2 separate regions of the Pan troglodytes genome follow, and region 2 is linked to region 1. The links are chromatin contacts, called in public Hi-C maps. All regions are on one chromosome and are shown on one strand. Each heading gives the region's core, a stretch centred on a gene start, on an enhancer-like site or on the middle of the called end of the contact. The rest is flanking DNA. Distances are from core to core; before and after follow the strand shown.

Region 1 (7,494 bases), core at 2,974-5,473:
CATCACCTCCCACATGCCAGGTACTCAACTTGATGCTTTCACATATAATACATAATTTATTCCCCACACAACAAACTTGACAAGCAGATATTATCCTATTTTTCAGAGAGGAAAAAAAGTAATTTGCCCCAGTTCACACAGTGAGTGAGTGGAGTGTGCTGTTGGGTTATGGAGACTTGTTTTTCTTACTCTCTCCTGATATCATGCTGTCTGATAATAATTACACATTCTATTGATCTTTTTTTTTCTGATATTGTTAGATACTGCTGTGTAACATATTTTCCTACTCATACCAAATCTTCCCATTTTTAATGCCGCTAATTTCTTTCATTATAGTGCCTCTCAAGCCATTTTCTCATATCATCTCAACCACAACCCCATTTCTAAATAAAGAACGAAAATTTTTATTAATTGACCTGCATGACAACAGTATATTATCAGGGAGCCAGTCACCAGATATTATTTATTTTCAGGTTTTTTTTTTCTTTTTAAACCTGATACTCATCAAAGCCTGCATGCAAACATTTCATTCTTGGCATCTGAATTACTGTGGAAAGGTCTCTTGGTTTTCTTTGAGTGGTTTTACATTAATGGTTTCTACTAAATAATCTTGCAGAGGCACATGTTGACCTCTGTGCTCTTAGTCTCGTAATGAATTATGTTTGAAAGGCTCAGTGATATATTCTCTTCCCCTCACTGATTCTATGTCAGGCCCAAAATAGGCAAAGAAAGGGAAAAGTTAAAAAAGAAAATCTGTCTTGATACTGAACAAAATGAGTTATTTTTTATTGTCCTTTTTTCTTTTACTCTTAACTAACACTTCTCTTATTCTTGTCCCCTTTCTGCATCTTATTTCTACGTTGAGGATAGGCTCTCAGAAGACCTGACAAGCACTGCAGTAACTCACACCCCAATTCTATTTCCATTATATTTCCCTATTTCTGTTACTAACTCAGTCACTTAGAGTCAAGCTCCTTGAAATCAATTTTTACACTTTGTTTTCTCTTTTCCCACCCACTCTAAAACCATCATCACAGTTTGCCAGTTCAACTCTAAGATTCTTGAACGGTCTGCCTCTCTTTTTCATGCCTTCGACTCTGCTTTCATGTCAGCTGATCTCTTCCCTTTTGTAGCCTCTAATTCATTCTGCAAAGGAGTAAGCATGAGGAAGTAAAACTACTGTCATGATTTTGCATGGGAATTCATGTTCCCAAAGAATATCTCTTGGCTTTACTCCATGATGTCTTATAGAATTCTTGTTTAAAAAGCTGCTCCCAACCTTCTCTTCTCCATGTGAATCAGCGTATCTGATAGCAGTCATGTTGGACTTTTTTCCTTGAGTCTTTGCAAACTCTTTAAGAAATGCATTTCCATTCTCAAGAGGATGGTGAGTGGAAATACCCCGATTATCTCAAAGAAGAGGAAAAAGCAATTACTCTGGATTTTGAAGATTGAGCAAAAAACAATTGCATTTAGTTAAAATTACTCTTAAAAATCCCAGCACTTTGGGAGGTCGAGGTGGGTGGATCATGAGGTCAGGAGATCAACACCATCCTGGCTAACATGGTGAAACACCGTCTCTACTAAAAATACAAAAAATTAGCCAGGCGTGGCGGCGTGTGCCTGTAGTCCCAGCTACTCAGGAGGCTGAGGCAGGAGAATGGCATGAACCCGGGAGGTGGAGCTTGCAGTGATCCGGGAGGCGGAGCTTGCAGTGATCCGAGATAGCGCCACTGCACTCCAGCCTGGGCGACAGAGCGAGACTCCGTCTCAAAAAAAAAAAAAAAAGAAATCCCTTAACCTACATAAAAGTGAAATTGGTGACATACCAGTTCAAAATAAGTTCAATACAAATGATTCTCCCTATGGAGTCGAAAGACATCACTGTTTCTTCAAACTTGAGGACAGATAAAATAGTTAATGATGTTCATTTTGCATTGGAAAAGTACATATTATTTATTAGATCTGCACAGTGAGAAGCTATAATGCAGCAGTTCTGAAAGTGTCACCAGAAAGTTTGAAAATAGCTCTAGTGCACAGTAAACCCATTATCTCTGAAAAGTAGGTGAGGATATTGACTGATCTACTGGGGTCCAGCAATGTAAGCCAACCTGCTCCTACTCCTGCTGTAACACTCACTCATTTAAATAAATTGCCCTTATTATTTAAATATTTTATCATTCTCACTCCACCAACACTTTGTTCATATTGTTGAATTTAAATAAGTTGAACTTGTAAAATAATGTAACTTCACAGTATAGAAATTTTCACATATTCTTTTGGCTAGAAGTTATGTTAATGTAATTCTTGAAGTAGCCTCTTCTCATTTGTCTTTTCTAAATACAACAGTTCCTTAAGAAAATGAGATGTAGGGCCTGGAGTGAAGATGTAGAGCCTAGGTTTAGTGCAGAGCTGTCCTATGAATGGATCAATTTCAGAGAGAAATCAGATCCGCTTTATTTTGGTGGAGAGGTGGATTCATTATATCTAAATGCTACTTTTTAAAGAAATGTGAATAGTGAGTCCATTAATTCCTTCAGAGGGTGTCTAGAAAGTCTGTCATGTTCCATTTTGTGATTTGAGAGCCAAAACCTATCTCTAAAACAAAGCAGATTTATTCTAAAATGAGCAATATGCAGATGAGGGAAATGACAGGTTTAGAGAATGCACTTATTTAATCATCTCCTGAAAAAAAAAAAAAAAGGCAAAGGGATCGCTGCACATTTTTTTTTTCTGTTTGAGTCTTTGGATAGAATCTCATAGCTTTTGTTAAAGAGTGTGATAGTGTTAGAATCTTATTTTTAAATCTTCCATAGTGCAGTCATTAGGAGATTTTTGATGAGGTTTTGATGAGTCTTTCTATGAAGAAACAGCTTTTCAGCTCTATAAAATGTATGCTGAATGAGCTGAACCAGTATAACTAGATGCCATTGCTTGCCCAGTCTAGATTATCCCTTCTACCTCATTGTTTTCTGTAATCTGGTACATCATTCCTGATTAGATTGATTATATCGGGCCAACTTTTATTTAATCACCCACAGATTCACTAATTATCCATTAAGCAACTGTTCCCATAGAATTCTTGGCTTTGTGGGAAACACAGACATAGATTTGTCATATTCCCTGCAGTGGAAGCATCGAGTCACTGCAGGAAAACAGAAATCACAGAATCATGACATTGCAGAGTTAGCAAGAATCTTGGGACATAGGTAGTCATATCGGATTGTCTTGAATGATAGGGCATTCCCTGCCGCCTAAGGCAGGATACTATGTGATTGGAGAGCTCTGACCGATGGAAACTTCTCAGAAATGTTCGTGTTCAAAGTCATATTAATGGTTTATCATAAGTGATATTATAGAGCAACAGAGGTGAAGTGAATTCAAACTCTGTTCATATAGAGGAATTTATGGATCTCATCTTTAAGGAAGCGAAATTCTTCACAGTGTAGGAATCTCCATGAGAAACTATTTCATAAGAAGAATTTTCAGAGAAAAAAATGGGGGTGCTCTCCAGAAATGGGGAAAGTCCTGTAGTCAGAAAAGCACAGACCTGTTTGGTGAGAGTCATGGAACAATTGCCCTATGCACTGGCACATAGTGGGTTCTCACTAAATATGTATTATATAAAGGACAGAATTAATGACTGAGTGGATGATTGCAGAAGAGTCTTTCTTGTCCAGGCGTGTGGTGGCACGGGAGTGGTAAAGGAATGCTGACAACAAGCACATGCAACCTCAGCATCAGCCTGCGTGTCCCGACATTGACCCATCTGCACATTTCAGTCCCAGCCTAGATTCTGCATTTGTAGAATTACCCTTGCAGTGGGGACTAACATTCATTCATTTTACCCACAGTATAGAGTCTTTAAAGCTGATTTTCTCCTTGCATGTTAATAAAATACTGGTTTTGCATCTCTCTGAAAAGGCTGCAAGTTGCTGACATCTCTTGAACCAGAACAAAGATCTTATTATCATCTTCCTTGAAACAGTCATATTGTCTATTTGGACCTTCACCTCCTCTCACCCCTGCTATTGAAGCACTAGAAATGCCATGCATTTGACTCACTTCCTTCTGGGATGTGTTCTCTTTGGGTTCATTCTAAAATGACATGAAATGTTGGAATTCTGCAGATAATTCAGCTTCCCACATTTCCTCTGAGACCCCTCTCTGTTGGAAATAACACTATTGTGATGCAGATGCCCCCAATACCCTGTGGAATCTCAAAACTATCAATGGCTGACCACAGGATATCCCTTTTCCATGAGTTTCAATCTGTGTTATTAAAAAGGGACCCTTACATGTAGGAGTCCAATTTGAAACAGGATACAGTCCCATCAACAAGGTCAGTCTCAAATAGATTTGTGCAGGAAAGGGAGAGCTGATAAAAAATTAAACATGAGCTTTGCCTCTTTCTTTTTTAATATAGAGGATGGCATTTTGGTAGAAATTGATTGAATGATATTTTATAACGTGGGCTTAAAACATCACAGCTTTGAAGTCAATGAAGAATAAAACATATTATCAGCACATGATGCCCCAAACATAATAACATTATCACATTCTCATATGAAAATGGAACCAACTTTCCAGTTGAGCTGTAAGTATGCATTTGAGCTTTGGCAGTGCATTCTGTATGCCTCTATCAACTGTAAAATGCAAATGTTTAGTTGCTGTGTATGTAACCTTAGACATAGATATCTTATTTAGAGAACCATAGCATCAAGGAGGGTGAGAGAGGTAAACCAAAAGCCCTTTGTAACCAAGAACAGTGAAAAACAGCAATGGGTCAACTCACAAACTCAAAGGAAACTAGATTTAAAAATAACATTGTGAATTCTAGTTTATCCCAAACTCATGCAAAAAGTTGAATGACTATAGTCTTTCTGGACATAGACAGAAATCCTTCATACAGCTGAAGAAATGTATGAGAGTAATCCGAATTTAGAAAAATGCTGCAGGGTGTGTTGAAGTACATTTTCAATGATATCTTTGGCAGATTGAAAAGGAACATCTTATAGACAATTGATTGTTTCTTGAAATATAATAAAAACAAACTTTGAAATGTGTATATGAAAACACTGACCTATGTGGAAAGAAAAGGCAGCATTTACTTTGTAATGCTATCAGGTGGTAATTCAATTTTCTGTTAACTGAAATTCAAGTATTCTGTTTCAGGTCATAGATTGGTGGTGCTTATCATATAAATTGGCCAATAAGATTTACAAATAGTACCTTTAGTGCTCAGTTTTGTGGTTGTATCTCTAAAAAAGAAAATCAGTTTAATTCCATGCATTGGTTTTCTTCTTAAAATTCATGCAATTTGATATGATTGACAAGGCACAGCATTATTATGCAGTCTGTTAGAAGGACCGATTATGCTTATGAATACAAGAATGGAGTGAATGAAAGCAATGTGTAATTGATTCTACACTTGGTCTGACTGTTCATTAACAGTTTGAATGTAGCGCAGTTGCTTCTCAAATGGAAAATGATGAGAGCAACCTATCTGTGCTCTCTCATTTGTTTTAAAATTCATTATGCTAATATTTTTTCACAGAATGTTTTTGCTGCATTTGTTTTGCCAAGGATAAGTCTGATTGAATCTTTGTAAATAATTCTACTGCTTTCAATATTTATTTGGCATTTCAATCACATATTTTTCAATTTACACTTTTGGAAATGAAAGTAGGCTCTCCCCCACACCTCTTTCAAAGAAAACCTTATATCCTATCCTCCTTTTCTATATAATTCAGACTAATGTCCCAGGATAAATAGGAGTGGGGTAGTGCAAAGTGGTGCGATAGTTATCTCTTCAGAACAAAAAAGCTGATTTACAGACTGATTGATTTCAGAAATAGATGAGCAAAAACAGATTCCATTTGTCTTGCCACATTTTAGTCTGATGAAGCACAAAAGGGCCTGCCATCTCATTTTCCATAGCTCTTCAAGGGGTTGCATTTGAAATGTTGATTAAATGTACAAATTGCATTGCTGTTTTTGTGGCTTTCCTGAGTGCTGTAGGAGAGGGCTTCAATGCACAAAGGCTGCTTTTCCTTTCTTGAATGTGGAGCTGGACACTTTAGGGAAATAACATCACTTTCACCACTCATAGGAAGTTATGATGCTAATTCTGTGACAGCCATGTCTGCCCTTTCCTCTGTCCACAGGTTCCTGCCACATTATAAAACAAAAGAACTAAACCAGCACTGTGCCAGTCATTTCTATCTAGGGGCTACAATTACATTCATTATTCCCAAATTAGATTGTGTTTACAATTAATACTAATCTCATATTTCAATCTTTGGCTACCTCAGATTTTTATTAAATTAGCAGTTGACTGATTGAGATAATAGGTCTGAGAACTCCATACTGGTAAAGTTTTAATCATCTCAGCCTTTTCTCTGATTTCTTATTTATCTGCCACCTGACTTTGTACTTGGGGCTCACCAAAATAAAGCGCCAACTGTCTGGGGAGTCCTGCATTATAGCTGTTTTAAGATATGTTCAAAATTTTTTTACTGCTCTTCCCATCAAGAGGTGAGGTCTAGGTCCTTCCACTTGAAAAAATTTGAGATCTTTGTGACATTGGCAACCAATAGAATATTGTGGTAGTGATGCTGTGTGACTCCCAAGCCTGTGTTATAAAAGGCAACATGGCGTCCACCTGCTGGTACACTTGCTCTTAGAGCCCTGAGTTGTCATTTAAGTTATCCAACTGCTCTGAGGCTTCTGTGCAGTGAGGAAACCCAAACTAGCCCACATGGAGAGTCCTTGAGACCACATGAAGAGAGAAAGATGTCAGTCCAGCCTTTGGCTCCCACGGTCCTCCACTGCTCCAGTGCCAGCCACTAGTTGACTACAACCAAATGAGAGACCCTAAGCCAAACCCCCTAGCCAAGCCATTGCAGAAGGTCTGACCCATAGAAGCCAAAAGAAATAATAGGATGGTGGTTGCTGTGTTAAACCACCACGTTTTGTGGTAATTTGTTGCATATTGCAACAAATCTAACCACAAAGCTAACCAGAATTTGCATGTATACCAGCATGAGGCTAAAGTAATGAGATTCATGACAAATATGCCAAAATGTGTACATACAAATGTATGCCATTCATTTCTTTCAATAAGCAGTCACCTTGAGAGGAACTTACTCATAATCATATTGTCACTGTGATGTTGTCATTGTGATGCTGTCATTATCTCCCCACATTGATCTCTGACTTTGGGCACATTATTCTGTCTCTCTGGGTTGCTTGAAAAGTAGGCGTAGATTAAATTTTTACATAGTCTTTTCTTAATCTCTAAAAATTCTTGACAATTATTCAAAATTCTTTGGTTGTTGAGGTAACCAAAGGAGGAGATAACCAAAGGAGGAGCATAAGAAGTATGCTCTGGCCGGGTGTGGTGGCTCATGCCTTTAGTCCCAACACTTTGGGAGACCAAGGTGGGTGGATCACTTGAGGTCAGCCTGGCCAACATGGTAAGTTCGAGACCAG
Region 2 (7,494 bases), core at 1,772-4,271, 710 kb after region 1:
GACTTCAGGGAAGTGACTTTGATCTCCCACAGCCTTGATTTCTTCATCTGCAAAAATGGAGATAAAGTCAAATACGATGGTATGACGTTCATGGTTATGTGTGTGAGGTGTGTGAGCGTGTAAAGGCCTGGTGCAAAGGAGACATCTATAGGAAGCGGCAGCTACGACTCCTGCTAGGTGGAGACTATTCACTGCACACCTTTTTATCTGCACTAAAAGATGCACATGAGGCTTTTCATTAAAACAATGAGGCAGCCAACACGGAAACTTTTCTAAGAGTAAGCTATTAAAATAGATCAATCAGCTAATGACACCTCCAGACAAAATTTGTAAAGATTTGGAACTAACATTCCCTCCCTCCTTTCCTTCCTTCTTTCCTTTCTTCCTAAAGCCATTAAGCAGGACTGAGAAAAGTAGGTGTTTGCATTGGAGAGAGGATGGTGCTGAGGGGTCACAGAGTTTGGACAGAGTCGGAAGGGCTTCTCTGTCCCAGACTACTGTGAACTAAAGAGACACAACAACTGAATGCTGTATGATCCTAGATTGCTGTTAGGTTATTCTTGAAAATTGGCGAAACACAAATGTGATCTGTAGCTTAGATAGCAGGAATGTCATCTATGTTAATCTTTTGATCTGGATGGTTGTATTGTGGTTATGAAAAAGAATGTCCTTGTTTGTAGAAAATATATACTAAAGTATTCAAGGCTGATGGGCATGATTAGGACGTGATTATGTCTGCAACTTACTCTCAAATGGTTCAGGAAAAAAAAGTTCTTGTCCTGTTCTTGCAACTTTCTGTTGCTTAAAATTATTCCAGAATAAAAATACCTTTAGCAATAAACACAAAACTTTAGAGTTGTAGCACTGCACTCACTTGATATGAGTGCCAGAGGGGTTTGATTCTCAATATATGTTGTGTTCAATGTTAATTGAGTTAATCCAGATGAGATTATCATTTCCCACATTTTTGCTGTTTCATAATTTACATATCTTACCCAGACAATAAATAGTTACATTTCTAAGTAGGCAGTAATAGGCCCCAACATCAGCTAAGGCTGGGTTGAAACTGTCCCCTGCTGCCATCACTTGCTAGCTGTGGAATCTTAACACGCCTGTGTCTCAGTTGTCTCATCCATGAAATGCAGATAATAATACCTGCCTCGTGCAGTTTTTATGAGAATGAAGTTTGATAACCTTTGCAAAGCATTTAGACACTGAGTGGAACATATGCAATATTCAATAAGTGTTAGCTGGTATTAGCTAATATTCTGTTGCTCATAGAGCTCTATAGTTAAATAAACCATAAACATCATTATATTGATGGCAGTGCAGACTCTTTAAGAGCATTCCTCTGTTATATCAGCTAATTTTACTTTTCAAATATGTACCTTCTAGAGAATTTTGGAACATATGAGATGAAAATATAGATGGGGAAATACAAAATTAAAGACTAGATTTTTTTATAAAAGAGTGCTAATTTTTTTTAAAGTTAACTTAAAGCCTTCCTGAGCTGACAAAAATAAACATGTGTATTAATCAGCTATTGCCATAATAATGCTGTGCAATAAATCACCCCAAAATGCAGTCCCCTACAACAAAAATATTTATTCTCATGCTCACAGGTCTGTAAGATGACTATGGTTCAGCTGATGTAGGCTGGGCTCAGTGGGGTGGTTCTACTGCAAGCTGTGAGTTGCTTGGGCTTGGTTCCAGACTGTGACTTGGGTTCAAACTTGCTCCATGTATCTCTCATCCTCCTTAAGCCAAGAGCTACAGGGGCATCTTCTTGTCATGGCAAATGTCAGGAACACAAGCAACAAATCCTTTTATGCAGCCCATGTAAATCCTTTGCTCACATTCTCTCCACTAGCATTTCATTAGCTAAATTAAGTCTCATGGTCAAGTCCAACATCAATGGCATGGAAATATTCTCTGCTCACAGTGGGAGGACACTGATTTTATATATATATATACACATATACACACAATCTTATTATAGGGGACTGAAGAATTAAGACCAATAATCTAATCTGCAAAGCACTGGTTTTGAATTGTCCGTAGTCTGTCTGTGCCCAGAAATCTATAGACCTTTAGAAGAAAAGACAGCAGTATACCAGCAGGAAGTACACATCAGATTGTTTCCCCAGTATAGCGATGGATTTATTTAGACTTATGTCTTGTTTATCTTCCTATCACCATGTAGCGTTCACAAAAGGAACTACAAATATCAGGATAGCAATCCGTGATCATGTTGTTGAGATTTTGCCCTTACAAAACTCTCCCATGTAGAGTCAAACATGGACTGCTTTCTTATCATAGTCACGTTGCAGCAGGAGCCTCTTATTTTATTTCTATAAAATTTCTGCAATGTTTTTGCAAACAGTACACATTCGATAAATATTGGTTGAAAGAGTAGGAGGCAGAGTACTAATATGGGAGAAATTAGAAGGACACAACCAGTAGAATTCTCACAGGTTTCTGTGCTTTTTCAGCATGGGAAAGTAAAGTGTTATATCACACTCGACATGAATGCTATGGAAATTTATCATCTGAAGTAAATATGTGATCTTAAAGGAATATTAACTGAGAACATTTAGCTTCTATGTGGCATTATTTAAGCTAACAAAATAGCCTCGCACTTCCCTATATTTCTTCACCGTTATTGTAAGGCTTTTAAAATCCCTTCTAAAAACCTCAAGTTTACACATCCCTCTACTTAACTTTTTATTGTTTATGTGCTTCCTGTGACGATAGCTAGACAGACAAGGCTGATAAAAAAGAAAGCTTGTCCTTATCAAAGACTTACGGGTAACTGTGTTAATGTGCCTTGCTTTTTCTACCAGTGGAAGCCCCCTATTTCACTAAGAACTCACCCATTTGCAGCATTTAAAATGGATGGAAAGTTATAAGCCAGCCAAAATGTCCTTCTAAAAGAATGAAATGAATGACTAATCTAATTGCCCAAGAATGCATATGCTGGGCTTGGAAAATAAGCCTTCTACATTGGTTCCCCCTGCTGGATTTGAGGATGCACTGTCTTGGAAATTGATGAAAGCAATATACCTGGACCTTTTTATCTGAGGACATGTTACTGGAATGGCAAATCCAGCATTCTTCTAGAAAGAATTTGCTCTGTGATAAACGTGCCAAGTGTTTCTTGAGTTTGCTTCCCCAGGGCAGAAATACTGCAAATAGAAAACAGTGCCACTGAGACTCAAAGAGAAAACAAAAGCATGCCACTCAGATGTCTGTTCTAGGGAGGGGGGTAGCACACAAGGAACTAAGGGTAAAAACCCAGAAGCAGTAGACTAGGTAAACTGCCAGACTGGTTGTTACTATTAGAAAGCTGGATTTCAGGGTCTGACCATGGATTTCCTTCTTATGCATTTACAACTATTAGAACCAATTCCTCACCTTTCTGTAATTTAACTGCTGTTTTTCTTTCCCTTCTTATCTTCCTCACTTCATAAGTAATCTCCCTACCCCTACTCTGTAGAAGATGTGGTAACCAGAGTAATTTCAAAGGAAGCTTGTCACCTGCAAACTTCATGGCTATTGTGAAATGTGTTAAAAGGTCTGTCTTTTGAGGGAGACAGAGAAGCTGGCAGATTTTTCCTGCTTGACTCAGAGTCCATTTGGTGGGAGGAAAGGGACAGATATTGGCTAAGTTTTTGGCACATGCTCCTGCACCAACTTGGCCTTGTTAAGACAGCAAGAACAGCAGAAGTGACTATTTCCTCCCTAAGCAAAGGCCAATGCTGTTTCCTTCATGGAGAACCAGAACAGGGAAAATATCAGATAATCATGTAGTACTTGTAAATATGCCATTTAGAACACTGAATTTAAGTGGCATGCAGAGCCACCCCAGGTTCTCATATTATATTCAGGCCAGGTGTGGTGTCTTATGCCTGTAATCCCAGCAGTTTGGGAGGCTAAGGTGGGAGGATTGCTTTAGGCCAGGAGTTCAAAACCAGCCTGGGCAACAAAGCAAGACCCTTTCTCTCCAAAAAAATAAAAAATTAGTCAGGCTTGGTGGCATGTGCCTTGTAGACCCTGCTACTCAGGAGGCTGAGGTGGGAGGATCGCTTGAGTCCAGGAGTTAAAGCCTGCAGTGAGCTATGAACATGCCACTGCACTCCAGGCTGGACAACACAGCAAGGCTCTGTGTCTATAAAAAAAAAAAAAGTAGTTATATTGTGTCCACCGTCACAAACGGCACAGGGCTAAGCCAACACAGGGGATCCTGTACGTATATTTATTGACTGCATTCTTCGCCAACCTCAGAGTATCATTCTTTTTTCTTTTTTTGTCCTTCTATTATAAACTTTTTTCCCCATTTAGGTCAAATCTAAATGTTTCCCCATCTGAAACTTTCTTCAATAGGTTGTTTTCCAGAGCTGCAGGTAAAATGCTTCCCCACTGCTTCTGAGGCTTTTGTTTCAGCTCTGCTACTAGTGGCCTCCTCTTGGGAGGATTCTCTTGCCTCGGAATTAAGAGTTGGTAGGAGGAGGAGATGGCGGGTCAAAGCACTCAAGCAAGACAACGTTAAGTGATTCAGTCCTGCTTGTGGGTCAGGAATTTTTAAAGGGCTCAGCTGGATGTCTCTTCTGCTCCTTGTGACACTGGCTGAGGTCACTGCTCAGCTGCATTTGGTTGGCAGCTGGCAGGGTGGAAAGGTTCAAGAAGGCTTGGCTCACAGGTCTGGCCCTTCATGCTCCCCACACATCTTTTCTCCCTCTCTCCATGTGTCTCCCTCCATTTGGCAGGCCAGCTTCAACTTCTTTACAGCATGGGGACTGGCTTCCCAGGGGGAGAAAGTAGAGGCTGCCAGATCTTGCAGGGTAGCTTGTAGGTCCCAGAATATCACTTCCACCATATTTCATTGGTCTAAAGAAGTTTCACAGCCAGTCAGGACTTAAAGAGAAGGAATGGGCTCCACTCCTTCAGAGACAAAGCATTTGTGGCCATCTTTAACCCACATGAATATTGGTTGGTAACTTCTGCTTCTGTTTTCTGTACTTCACTATATGTTTTATACTTTATTCTTATGTCTTTGTATAAATTCATCATTTTTATTTGCTTCATTTTCCAAACCAAAAGCAATTTGGAGACCCTCCCAGCAATGAGTTATAAAACCATGCCTATACTTAACCTTCAAAAAGCTTATTATTTCTACAGATAAATCCACAGATATAGTAGCTATTTTAAGAAAAAAGAAAGTTTCAGATAGTTGCTAATATACAGCCTTCATTGCACCTGACCAGTTATTTTTCAGATAGCTATATATGATAGCATAAACTCAACCAACATAATCTGTTCAAGACAAAATATTTTATAGCATAGGTATGTTAGACTGCCGTATGGAAGTTAAGTGAAAATTGACCTTTTTTTTGCAGCATATATCATACAGAGAAATAAAGGGTGAGAAACTTAGCCAACCTTCCTTACACAGTGCATGTTACTTAAGTCAAGGGAGAAAAGTGGACTGGAGTTGAAGTTTCTATTATATTTTGGGAAATGCCGAGCAAGGAGAGACTTGTTACCGGGACTGCTGAGTGAATTTTGTTTACTGCAGTTAAACATTTCATCTAGCAAATCATGTGAGAAGGGATGAGTATAAATGCACTTATTTATGTAGGTAATTTTTCTGTTTCATGCCTCTGATTCATCTCTCTGCCTGGCTTTATGGGGAGTCATGCTACATTGGTTACAATTAATTTCAGTGCTGCATATTAGCCGTAAAGAGATATTTCACAAATTGACTTGATGCATTTTTTTTCCTCTGTGGTTTTCTTGAAAGATGAGAACGGTCCAGAGGAGAAGCAAAGTGTGGAAGAAATGGAAGGGCAGAGCCAAGATGCAGGTAGGCTCAGATTTCTTTTGAGAAGTCACCTAGGCCTCATCTGCAGAGGTGAACAGTAACTTCACTCAATGCTATTGTCTGAAAATGCTTATACATTTCACCAGATGAACTCCAGTGTTCATTCAGGGTCTCCCTCAGGAAGCCACCATCTCCGATAACTATGAGTTGAGTGCTTTCAAACAGAGTGACACATTCTCACATCTCATTCACCAATTCAATTTTCTGCCCTATAACAGTTTGGCTGGCAAAGCTCTAAGAGGGACGGGCGGAGGTTGAAAGTGCCAAGGCAGAGCTTGGCTGAGTTAGGTCAAGCTCAAATTAGTACATTTAGCTTGAGGGAAAAAATGAAATAAAAACTGATGAAAGGAAATGAAGAAGAGGCTTGGCCTGCACAGTGAGTAGAATGTTCTTTAGTGTATTGCATTAAATTTTGAAGAGCTATGCTTCAGGTTATTTCTCTGCATATTGCAGGAGATGGTGCGATGGCCCTGACTACCCCACACACAGAGCTCTAAGTAAGATCTAAACCCTTCCTGACACCCCCTCTGTTCACTAAAGGACAGATGTGTCCATTGAAAGTTTATATATTCCACACTGTAGATTATAAATTGAACATTTTAAAATAAAATAGCACTTAAGGCTCAAAAGGGATTGAAGTCACCTGTGATTTATTAGCTCTTCCTATCCATTTTTGTACTCAGTCATGCTCTCCTTTAAAAGAATGGTAGGCACAATCATTCACTCACCAACATAACCAGCAAAAAAATAAAAATAAAAATCCCTGTTCCCTTTAGTTTCCCAGTTATTCTCCCAACTCTAATAAGCCCCATGGAGGGGCACTTTTGAAATAGTGAGCCCTACTGTTTGCCAAGCACATCCTAGGCCATATGCTGAACTCTTGGAATTAAACCAGGTAGTGTGATAAGTTTTTCACTGTAAACTTCTTACATTAACCTGGGAGATTTTGCTAGGGATCTGGAAGCTTTTATTATTAACCTGGAAGACGGAATTGAAGAAGGCCAATCAGAGAAAGCACTGAAGCAAGGCAGCAAGGACTTTGTGTACCTGTGACTGGGTCGGCCGGCGTCCTTTGCTGCAAGATAGTCCTTACAATGAAATGAATTTCTGATGCAGAAAACTGTTGTTATCCAACCCTCCCCCACCCCCAACCCACACATTCTGCTCCATAGCAGATGAGTGAAAAGCTGTCACTGTTTTTATTGTTTGGGGCTGACAAGTATTAGTCAACAAACTGCTGACAGCTGAGGCCATTCTGTGACTGTTGAGGTTTCAAAGGTTTTATTCACTCACTATCGTGTCCCAAACTGTTTTTTTTTTGTTTTTTGTTTTTTGTTTTGTTTTGTTTTGTTTTTTTGAGATGGAGTCTTGCTCTGTCACCCAGGCTGGAGTGCAGTGGTGCAATCTCGGTTCACTGCAACCTCTGCCTCCTGTGTTCAAGGGATTTTCGTGCCTCAGCCTCCCAAGTAGCTGGGACTACAGGCACGCACCACCATGCCCGGATAATTTTTTTATTTTTAGTAAAGACAGGGTTTCACCATGTTGGTCTCGAATTCCTGATCTCAAGTGATCTGCCCGCCTAAGCCTCGCAAAGTGCTGTGATTACAGGCACG

What was found. Hi-C and Micro-C count contacts between places; a contact is called where the count stands out from the background.
Region 2: a contact with region 1 is called in a Hi-C map of stem cell-derived neural progenitor cells, with 4 times the contacts expected there. The contact joins two enhancer-like sites. A contact is called at or near these places in 1 of 7 Hi-C or Micro-C datasets (stem cell-derived neural progenitor cells) and 1 of 1 other capture datasets (stem cell-derived neural stem cells).

Annotation. Positions count from the first base shown.
Region 1 is chr21:21,739,063-21,746,556 of NHGRI_mPanTro3-v2.0_pri, forward strand. All of the region lies in intron 5 of MACROD2 (mono-ADP ribosylhydrolase 2), which reads left to right. Among named protein-coding and RNA genes, the nearest start is that of FLRT3, 880 kb to the left of the region's middle. Within about 2 kb of position 4,224, at least 6 of the 24 cell types and tissues checked have an H3K27ac peak or open chromatin away from gene starts, as enhancers often do. A contact at or near this core is called in stem cell-derived neural progenitor cells, where this site is marked.
Region 2 is chr21:22,446,935-22,454,428 of NHGRI_mPanTro3-v2.0_pri, forward strand. MACROD2 (mono-ADP ribosylhydrolase 2) reads left to right here. Exons shown (of 17, transcript XM_063803023.1): 11 at 5,801-5,863. All of the region lies in intron 1 of LOC134809177 (a long non-coding RNA gene), which reads right to left. Among named protein-coding and RNA genes, the nearest start is that of KIF16B, 640 kb to the right of the region's middle. Within about 2 kb of position 3,022, at least 4 of the 24 cell types and tissues checked have an H3K27ac peak or open chromatin away from gene starts, as enhancers often do. A contact at or near this core is called in stem cell-derived neural progenitor cells, where this site is marked.